2 separate regions of the Rattus norvegicus genome follow, and region 2 is linked to region 1. A link is a contact called in public Hi-C data. All regions are on one chromosome and are shown on one strand. Each heading gives the region's core, a stretch centred on a gene start, on an enhancer-like site or on the middle of the called end of the contact. The rest is flanking DNA. Distances are from core to core; before and after follow the strand shown.

Region 1 (5,204 bases), core at 1,523-4,022:
TGTAAATTCAAAGCCAGCCTGCTCTATGTAAGAGGGTTCCTATCTTTAAAAAAGGAAGAAGAAAGAAAAAAAGAAAAAAGGAATTGGGGGGGGCATCTTGGGAGGCTAAAGGCAAGACACAGGTGGCTGTCAGACTAGGGCAAGGCTAGCCATATTTACATAACAAAAGGTCAAAACCAGAGCCACTTGTGGAAGGGCTATTTATAAGAGCCAATCTGACTCCACTGCCTCCTTCCCCTTCTTTCCTCGGCAACAAGGTTCTTCTGTCTACAGGCTCAACCCAGCACAACAGCCAACAGCCCCAGGTGAGGGGCACTCCCAACCACCCCCACTCTGGGTTCTACTGGAGGAGGAATCTTGAGGTTCTGGATCCCTGTACCCCATACAGAACAGCAGCCTGGTATCCCCTGGAACAAGCAGGAGCAGGAGGGGCCTGCAGCAGCCAGGAACCATCTCTGACAGCCTTCCCTTCCCCCACACCATCCCTAGCGCCAGAGGACAGGTCCTCAGGAATGTGACCAGATCTGGAGTATAGACCTTAGGCTGAGAGGCCTCAGTCCTCAGCTTCAGGCTCAGCTGTGTCTCCAGCCCTAGAAGCAGCTCCCATTTCAGAGCAGGCTCATCAACCCAAAGGTCACACAGAACAAAGAACCAGCTCTGGAGCTCCGAGTTTCTCACGAGCTGGTCACCCACGAGGGCAATGGACAGAGACGAACAGTCAAGAAAACTGGCAAAATGAACCAGCGAGCCATTAAACCCAAGTTAGGCAGCCAGACACCTCAGCCTAAACTAGCCTTTTGCCACAGCACTTGCCAAATCCTGATCTCTGTGTTCAAGGCTGACGAAGTCACTCACATCAAGTTCTACAAAAGGCAAACAACATAAGTCAGTGCGGGCTTGCATGGGCAGAATGGGCACACAGCGACACAGACTCTTGTCACTCCTGGCTCCTCTCTCACTGGGCACCACTGCTGGTGTCTCTCCAGAGACAGTCAAAGCAACAACACAACACAACACAGTTCTTCAGGGAGACCCTCCCTTCCCCCACGTACCCACAATCTCAGTATTCAGTAACCCCACTTCCCTGCCTAAACACACTGCATTCAAGTGGCTAATGAAAATGACAGAAGACAGGGTCCGGCTTCCCACTGTCTGTACCACCACCTCCTGACTCCAGAATCCTGCTGAGAAAGCTAGTGTCCAGGAAGCCTCAAGGACAGTGAAGGCTTCTCTTCTCTGTTCCCTACAATGGGACAGGACAGCATTATTATGGCCCAGTCTTAAGAATTGAGAAAGATTTTAAGATAAAAGTGATTCTTGCTTAAGTAGAAAACTGAGAAAGTCTCCACTGTACCCCTTCCAAAAAGTACGCCCAAAATCAGCCCAGACACCCACCTTTCCTAATGCTTCGGTCTCCAGAGGCTCACGGTCAGTACTGGTCTGGTTATGGAGCCTCTTGTGACTCCCTTTACACACCAGGCTGCTAGCCCAGCTTCTAGGATAAGAGGACTCCAGGCCCACAGAGAGAGGCCCAGACTCAGGGTGTGGTTTCAAGCCACATGATACTCCTCACCCTTTCTACTCAATGCCTGATCCCCTCAGGCAGGAATGAACCCTCCTGGAGGCATCCCAGGGCACCTGGACTGGAATTCCTCTGCTTTACACCCAGCCAGGAGGCCTGGTGAAAAGGGGAAAGGCCAGGAAAGGGGGCAAACCCTCACATCCTGCCTTCCCCTTGGCAGCCACTGACTGCTAAGTAGGCATACTTGTGGACTGAGAAAGCTCCTGCCTGGCTCACCCCAAGGAGTTTCTTCCACCACATCCGTCATCCCAAGTGCCATGACCAGGTGAGAGGGCCTGGGTGAGACAGGAACACTGATGAACAAGTCACAACCACTAGGTACCTTCCATACCCCAGAGATTTAAGCACATCCAACTAGAGCCACGTCTGGGCTCACCCCACATGGACTTTCTGAAAGAGACCAAGCAACTGAGGATCTAGAAGATTCCCAATGCCCAGGCCAGGGCCTAACTATGGCAGACACAGTCACAAACTTAAGATTCCATCCAACTGGGGTTGGGGATTTAGCTCAGTGGTAGAGCACTTGCCTAGGAAGCGCAAGGCCCTGGGTTCAGTCCCCAGCTCCAAAAAAAGAACCAAAAAAAAAAAAAAAAAAAAAAAAAAAAAAAAAGATTCCATCCAATTCTGACCTGTCCTGACTCCTCTATGAAACCCTGGCCTTCTACCACAGTCCCTACAAGTTGCCTCTGCCCAAGTAAGACGGGGGGGGGGGGGGGGGGGGGGGGCTGTGCAGTGACTGAACAGGTCTGCCACAGGCTTATGAGTACCATTATCTCTACCTCCAGCTGCAGATAAGGCTCCTTGGGGGTTAAGCAACTTGCCCACAGAAAAGCATACATAGGTAACAGTGAGGATCTAAAACCTGACTTGGGAGGGGGCTGTGGTTAACCTTCCTCTCTCAGAAAGGCCCTCTAACTATAGAGCTGTTTGGGAAACTGGGCTCCTTTCCCTCCCACTCTGGCGGCCTTGAAATCTACCTCACTGGTAGGGTGCTTGCTGGGCTTATGTTAGGCCCTGGGTTCAAACCCAGCATCACAAAACAAAACACCACTTCCCCACCACCTGCCTGCTCTAATGCTCTAACCTCCTCACTGTGAGGGTACAGGTCTATTACCTCCACCAGGAGGGGAAAGTGAGCTGCCATCTAGCCAGCATTAGAGCTGGGCAGGGCTTGCTACTTCTCTAATATTCCTAGCCAGATATGGTGACCTCCTGCCCTTTAGGTTTGGACTTGATAGCGGGTGGGGCTCATTGCTCTGGGCAAGCCCAGCCAAATTATTTAGCCCAGACCTGGATGCTAGCCAGCCACGCCTGGCTCTCTCCCAAACCATCATCCTGGAAAGCAATAGGCACTTCAAATGCCAAGAGCCCAGCCCTCTTCTTGCCAGTTTCTACGAAATGCAATTCTCAGCTTCTACTAAGAACATAGGTGATGTGATCAGAGACCAAGACTAGACTCTTCTTCCTCCTCCTCCTCCTCTTCCAACTCTAAAAGCAGCTCTATAGCACATAGAGGAGAATGAATGAAGCTTTTCCTAGTCTATCCTGAAATGTTTGAGGGCCCTATTAAAACTTCTTGTTGTCTACTCAAAGCTGAGAACTGCCTGGATCCAGACCACCTGCCCAAGCATGCTACTCCCTAGGCAAGTAACCATCACTATAGGTAACCATCACTATAGGTAACCATCACGATAAGAAAGCACAGAGGGCGGGATGCCACAAGGCAGGTCTGGAGAGATGCACAATATAGCACCATCACACCAGACTCTGTGCCCTCAAAAGCACAGCCCCACCTGTTCATCCCCTGTCATGAGAGCCAACAAGAGCTAGAATGAGGATATTCCCTGCTACATCTGCCCTGGTGAGCTCCAATTCTAAGCCACTCTAGTTGAGGACAGATGAATCCCCTTGCAATGAAATAATAATTTGAGCTCATAATGAGTTATTATTTAAACAAAAACATTACTTGCAATACAACAGGAGCTAACAAACAAAGCAAAATCAAGGGAAAAAGATTTCCCCTAGACCATGTAAAAGTGGGACTTCAGGGGCCAGGTGCATGCCTTTGATGCCAGCACAAGGAACAGCAAAGGCACGGAGGTCTCTCGGAGGCCCAGGACAATCAGGGCTACAGTGAGGCCTTGTCTCAAAAGCACAACCCTGTATGGGGTGAGAATGCAGGAGGCAGGACAGGGCAAGTTGAGCGCCACCCACCGTCTCGCCATGCCTCTCCTCCATCTTCCTGCTCCTGAGTATGGTGAGGAGCAGCAGCGGCAGTGCTGTGAGTCTTTGGAACATAGGTACTAAGGCCCACTATACACATGCCACTGAGAATCTACATCCTTCTTAGATTCATTCATTCATTTCATAGGGAGGGGCACATGAGCAGGCCACAGCATATATATGGATATAAGATGACAACTTGTGGAAGCTGGTTCTCTCCTTCAAACACTTGGCTCCCTGGGATCAAACTCAAGACGTTAGGCTTACCGACAAGCACCTTTAACCACCCACCCAAGAGTTCCTGGGTGATGTGGTCCCTGGAGATGTAGCACGCTTCGGTATGAGATGGCCTGGCTAGAGCATGAGCTTCCCACTTCTTAGGAAGCCCAGGGACCTGCGCTCATAACAAGTACTCAGGGACCTGCGCTCATAACAAATACTCAGGGACCTGCGGCAGATGGAAGACAAAGCCTCCAAAGGAAGACGACACATTTCCCAAGTCAGCAAGTCCAAAAGCTGGTGACTGTGTGGGCCTACAAGCTGAAGCCCAGCACCGATACCATGGGCATCCTCGTCTGTGACTGTAACTAAAGATACGGGGTGTTCCTGGGCCATGTGCTCTGTTTAGAGAAGAGGCTCAGGCTGGGGAAATGGCTCAGCACATGCAGTCATGCTTGACCAACTGAGTTTTATAGGCAGGGCCCAAGTGATAGTACAACAATGACTGCTACAAAAACTATCCTCTCGGGGCTGGGGATTTAGCTCAGTGGTAGAACGCTTGCCTAGGAAGCGCAAGGCCCTGGGTTCGGTCCCCAGCTCCAAAAAAAAAAGAACCAAAAAAAAAAAAAAAAAAAAAAAACAAAAAACAAAAAAAACTATCCTCTCACTTACAGATGTACTGTGTACACTTCTGCACAGGCAAGGAGAACACACACGCGCGCACACACACACACATACACACACACACACACACACACAAACACACACGGTCTCACCATGTAGACCTGCCTATCCTAGAACCATGTTAACCATTTAACCAAGCTGGCCTCAAACTCCCAGAGATCCATCCGTCCGCCTGCTTCTGATTCCCAAGTGCTGTGATTGAAGTTGGATTAAAGTCACCAGCACCACCACTGGTTAAACACATGTTTTTTTTTAGGGGTTGGGGATTGAGCTCAGTGGTAGAGCGCTTGCCTAGCAAGCGCAAGGCCCTGGGTTCGGTCCCCAGCTCCAAAAAAAAAGAACCAAAAAAAAAAAAAAAAAAAAAAAACAAACAAACAAAAAAAAAAAAAAACCACATGTTTTTAAAAGGAGAAAGAAAAGAGGCTGTGCAGGCAAGGGAGTGCAGTTCACTGGTACAGGACATGCCTGGCATGAAAGAAACTGTGAGTTCCATCTC
Region 2 (5,295 bases), core at 1,035-3,534, 41 kb after region 1:
AGCTGCTGCCGCCTGTCTTGCGCATATCCCTCTTGTTGCAGCAGCTGCTCAGCCAGCAGGCCAGTGGCTTCGAGTTCCTGCCTCTGCCTCGCGTGACTTTGCTGCCGGGAAACATTGCTGTTCTCATCTGCCATTTTCTTCATCCAGTTGGCCAGGGCCTGCAACCGCGCGTTCTCCTCTGACAGCCTGGCGCCCTTATGCAGCGCGGCTTGCAGTTGTGCCTCTGTCTCCTCGTAGCGCCGCTCAGCAGCAGCTGCCTGAACACTCAGTTCCTCGCATTCCCGCCGCTGTAAACCCAGCTCGCGTTCCAGAGCCTGCACCTGGTGCCGAGCTATCTCCGAGGGTGCGCTGGGGCTGCCTGTGTCCGCCCAGGCGCCAGCTTTACTTTGATGTAGAGTCAACTGTCTTTGTAGGCGCAGCACTTCCCGCTGAGACTCACGCTGAAGCCGGTCCAAGTCACTGATGTTGCACCATTGCGCGCAGGTGGCGCCCTCTTCAGGATGCGAGGAGCTGCCAAGGTCCGCGGCGATACGCGCCTGTAGCAGGTGGCACTCCCGCCTCAAAGCTTCGATCTGCAGGTCCTTGGCTTGCAGCGCGCCAGCCTGTTCTGACAGGTCCTGAGCACGCTGGCAGGTAAACACTTGGCCCAGATCCAGACCTTCGAGGCTCTCACCTGGCATTGGAGCACTCATGGCCCTCAGGTTGGTCTCCTGCAGCTTGCGGGCCCTATCTTCAAGGCGCTGAGCGAGATCGGTCAGCTCTGCGTGCTTCACCTTAAGCCATTTCACTTTCTCTCCCGCCTCCTCAGAGAAGCCTGTGCGCCGCAGCTGCAAGTTTTCTTCGCGTAGGTCACAGCAGCGGCGAACTAGCACCTGTAAGGCCTCTGCCAGCTCCGAGTTCTGCCTCACCAGTTCGTGGTAGTCCAGACCTGGAGATGAAGAGGTCGAGTCTTCGCAGGGCTTGTTCTCAGAGCTTTCTTTCTGCAGGTCATTAGGTTTCCTATGTTTTGATGGTAGCTGAGGCGGCGGCTGAGGACTGGAGGTGTCTGGAATAGAGGCAGTGGTCGAAGGGGCCCTTACCTCGGATTCAGAAGTCTCGGGGCAATTCAGTGTGTTGTCCAGTGAGCAGGAATGTGCTGTTGCCAAGGATTCGAGGGAGCTGGCACGCGTGGGCAGCAGGTCGTTTGGAGAGTGAACCCGGACACCAGTGTTCAGGCTTTCGAGGGATCCGAGTCGACGAGCAGGCTTTGGGGTGCCATCAGTATTGCTCTGGGCTTCTAAGGGTGGCTCTTCCAAGGAATGCGTGGTTTGGGGATCCGCGGGTCCTGGTAAAGCCGGCTGCCAGCGGAAGTGCTCTAGGATGTATTTAAGGAATAGCTGGCGCTCCACGTCTAGCGCCGCCTGCAGGTGGCGGATGCGCGCGGCTTGTTCTCCATCGGTCTCCCAGCGCAGCAGCGCCAGCACTTCCTGCAGGCGGCAGCGGCATTGCGCCGCGGAGGCTTCGGATGCCCCCGAGCGGCTGCAGTAACCGCGGTTCACCAGCTCCTGGGCCAGCTGGCGCTGAAGCTCCCGAGCCTGGCGCAATACAACATCGCGCTCCTGGTGTAGCAACTGCTGCAGCTGCCGCAACTCTGCCTCCTTCCAGCGCAGCAGCTGCCGGATCTCGGCCTCGCGCTCGCGCTGCACCTCCTCCTGCAGCTGCCGCAGCTCCCGGAGGCGTCGTGCCTCCCACTTGGAGCGCAGATGGTCAGCCAGCTGCTGCCGCTCCTGCTCGGCCGCCTCCCGCAGCTGGCGCGTCTGGGTAGCGAAACGCCTCCGTTCCGACCGGCCGCGCGCGCGCTCGCCCTCCAGCTCTGCCCGCAGTTTTTCTAGCTCTCGCCTCTGCTCCTCCAGCACTGCGGCCGCTGGGCCGGGGCTGCCTGGCTTCTTGGGCGACGCGCGGCCACCACCCAAGGGGGTGGGTGAATCCTTTGTCATTGTGGCCGCAGCCCGGCAAGAAGCCAGAGATAGCTTGGTATTGGTAGGCCAGTTAGCCAACGGCCTCCGCCCCCGGCCGCTGCCAACCGCCCCACGCGCCCCTTCCGGCGCCCCTAGGTGCCCTCCGCGCGCCTCTTCCGCCTTGGGGGTGATCTCCCTTATAACCTGCCGCCTCTCCACAGACTGAGCGCCTTTTGCCTCTTCCTAGACTTTTGAGACCCCTTTCAAACTAGCCTCGGAAGTTCCCCTGACACCCTGGACATATTTCTGAGCTCACACATACCTGCTTTAGGGCTTTTGTGACCCATTCCACTCTCTCCCTGGCAGTGTGCAATTCTTTCCAGAATTAGATCCCCAGCAGGGTTGCTAGACGATCGCTGCTCCTGGACTGGGTAAAAATGGATTGTGGTCAGATCTCACCTGGCCTACTAGGGTTTCTGGTCGAGTTTTTAAATTAGGCAACAGAGAACTATTACAAGATCTGCTTAAATTTGTGGTTGAGCTCTGACCCAGTGTGGCTATAACTCCTCTGTGCCTACTCTTCCAAGGACCCCAACATGCTTAGCCTTTTCCTATATCAACTGAAACATTTTTGTTTGTTTAAGACAGGGTTTTTTTTTTTCCCGTGTGTGTGTGTGTGTGTGTGTGTGTGTGTGTGTGTGTGTGTGTGTCAGGCTGGCATCAAAATCAGAGATCCACCTGCCTCTGCTTCCCCAGTGCCTGGATTGCAGGAGTTGATCAACATGTCTTGCATCTGAGCCTTTTTAAATTAGCAAGGTGGCAATAACTGAGGATTGATTGCACCCACCTCAAACATGCTAGGCAAATTTTATACCGCTGAGATTCATATTCTATCTCTCTGTCTCTCTCTCCTTTTCCCTGTGTGTGTTTAGTACTAGAGACTGAGCCCAGGGTCGCATATAGTAAGTGACAGGCAAGTACGTTATTCGATATCAGTTCTCAGCCCTTTTAAAAATTTAGGATGTTAAGCTGGGCAGTGGTGGTACATCTCTTTAATCCCACCATTCAAAAGGTAGGCAGAACTCTGATTTCTAGGCCAGCCTGGTCTACAGAGTGAGCCCCAGGACAGCCAAGACTGTTGGGATTCTGTCTAAGCCCCACCCCCACAGCTACCTGGCAACAGTCAGGTATGCTCCACCCCACAGTTACCTGGCAACAGCCAGCTGTGCCTGACTATAAAGGGGGGCTGCTTGTCCCCTCCTCTCCCTCTTACTCTCTCTTGCCCTCCTTCTTCCTCTTCTCTTGCCCTCTTTGTCCCTGTCCGTTCTCTCCTCATCCCCCACCTTCCCTCCACGTGCTCATGGCTGGCCAGCCTTTCCTCTCCTCTCCTCTCCTCTCCTCTCCTCTCCTCTCCTCTCCTCTCCTCTCCTCTCCTCTCCTCTCCTCTCATTAAACCCCTTCGCATGGAACCGTGTTAGCTTGGTGAGCTTTATCCCGCACGAGCTGAGATTTAAACCCCAACATTGGTCCTAACAAAGACTACTTACAAAAACCTGTCTTGAAAAGCAACAACAACAACAACAACAACAACAAAAGCCAAAAAACAAAAAATTTAAGTTTTGTTATTTTGTTCATTTATGTGTTTGTGCCTACCTGAGTTTATGTGCACTGCATGTATGTCTGGTGATCTTTGAGGTCAGAAGAGAGTATCCTGGAATTGGAGCCACAGCTGGTTTTTAGTGGCTATGTGGGTGCCAGGAACCAAACCCATATTCTCTGCAAGATCAGTAAAGCACCCATAACCCCTGAGCCATCTCTCCAGCTCCCCAAAAACATTTTTTTAAAAGAAATATGTAGCACAGTCTGTAGCTCTGGGCGGCCTAGAACTAATGTCTACCAAGGGATCCTATGGAGAGCTTTTGGGGCCACTTGGCAGAAATTTGATATTGTGCCATGACAAGGAAGTAAGCTCAGGCAGAAATCTGATTTTAGACTAGAACAAAGAAGCAATTTCAGGGGCTGGAGAGATGGCTCAGAGGTTAAGAGCACTGTCTGCTCTTCCAGAGGTCCTGAGTTCAATTCCCAGCAACCACATGGTGGCTCACAACCATCCGTATTGAGATCCGTTGCCCTCTTCTGGGCTGCAGGCGTACATTCAGGCAGAAAGCTGTATGATGTATACATAATAAAAAAATTCAAAAAAAGAGAGAAAAATTTAAAAAAAAAAAAGAAGAAGCAGCAAGTTCAGGCAGGAATTGACATTGGGTCAGAAGAAGTAGGCGTCAGGCAAGAATATGACTTTGCGCTAGGACAGGGAAGTAGGCTCAGATATCTTTGTCATTCTGATAATCCCTTAGAAACTGATCACATGACTTTGTTTATTGCTTTGCTCGTTCTTTGACTATTTGTGTTTATTGTCTTACTTGTTTCTCAACCTAAAACTGACCTTATTACTTGCATGTAATTAAAACGGTATAAAAGTAGATTGGGGGGCTGGAGAGATGGCTCAGTGGTTAAGAGCACTGACTGCTCTTCCCGAGGTCCTGAGTTCAAGTCCCAGCAACCACATGGTGGCTCACAACCAACTGTAATAAGATCTGATGCCCTCTTCTGGTGTGTCTGAAGATAGCTACAGTGTACTCATAGATAATAAATAAATACATTTTTTAAAAAAAGTAGATTGGGAAGAAAGAAACCTGCTTTAGCCTCAGAACTGGCTGGGGCCATGCTACAATGTTGTCTACTCTAACTGTCTTTTTCCTTTTAAAGGCTTTTTTTTTTTAAAGATTTATTAATTTATTATGTATAAGTACACTGTAACTATCTTCAGATACACCAGAAGAGGGCATCAGATCTCTTTACAGATGGTTGTGAGCCACCATGTGGTTGCTGGGAATTGAACTCAGGACCTCTGGAAGAGTAGTCGGGTGCTCTAAACCGCTGAGCCATCTCTCCAGCCCCCGTCTTTTTCCTTTTAATCCTCACTCCTGCCCTGGAGAATCTGTTGACTGATTGAGCTGGCTGGGTCAGTATCTTAGAACTCACAGAGACCTTGCCTCTCTGCCTTCCAAGTGCTGGAATAAAGGTGTGCAGCACCATGCTTGAATGTCTGTTTTGGGTGGTGGTGGTGGTGGCCTTTTTTGTTTTGGAGACAGGGTCTTTCTATGTCAGTTTCTATGTAGACCAGGCTGGGCTCAAACCCACACAGATCAACTTGCCTCTGCCTCCCAAGTGGAATTAAAGGGCTGTGCATGCCACCACACCCAGCTCCTTTTTAAACTTGTATTTGAGTCAGGATCTTGCTAACCTGCCCAGGCTGGCCTTGCACTAGTAGTGGTCTCTCTGCCTCAGGCTATGG

The links. Hi-C and Micro-C count contacts between places; a contact is called where the count stands out from the background.
Region 2: a contact with region 1 is called in a Hi-C map of hepatocytes, with 2.0 times the contacts expected there. The contact joins the promoter of Rimbp3 here to the enhancer-like site in region 1. A contact is called at or near these places in 6 of 12 Hi-C or Micro-C datasets (the A7r5 cell line, frontal cortex, hepatocytes and 3 more).

Annotation. Positions count from the first base shown.
Region 1 is chr11:97,250,044-97,255,247 of GRCr8, forward strand. All of the region lies in intron 1 of Hic2 (HIC ZBTB transcriptional repressor 2), which reads right to left. Among named protein-coding and RNA genes, the nearest start is that of Hic2, 19 kb to the right of the region's middle. Within about 2 kb of position 2,773, at least 8 of the 93 cell types and tissues checked have an H3K27ac peak or open chromatin away from gene starts, as enhancers often do. A contact at or near this core is called in hepatocytes, where this site is marked.
Region 2 is chr11:97,291,332-97,296,626 of GRCr8, forward strand. It overlaps Rimbp3 (RIMS binding protein 3), which reads right to left and starts at 2,285. Exons shown (of 1, transcript NM_001408780.1): 1 at 1-2,285. The coding sequence starts at 1,976. It also overlaps a transcript of Hic2 not described here.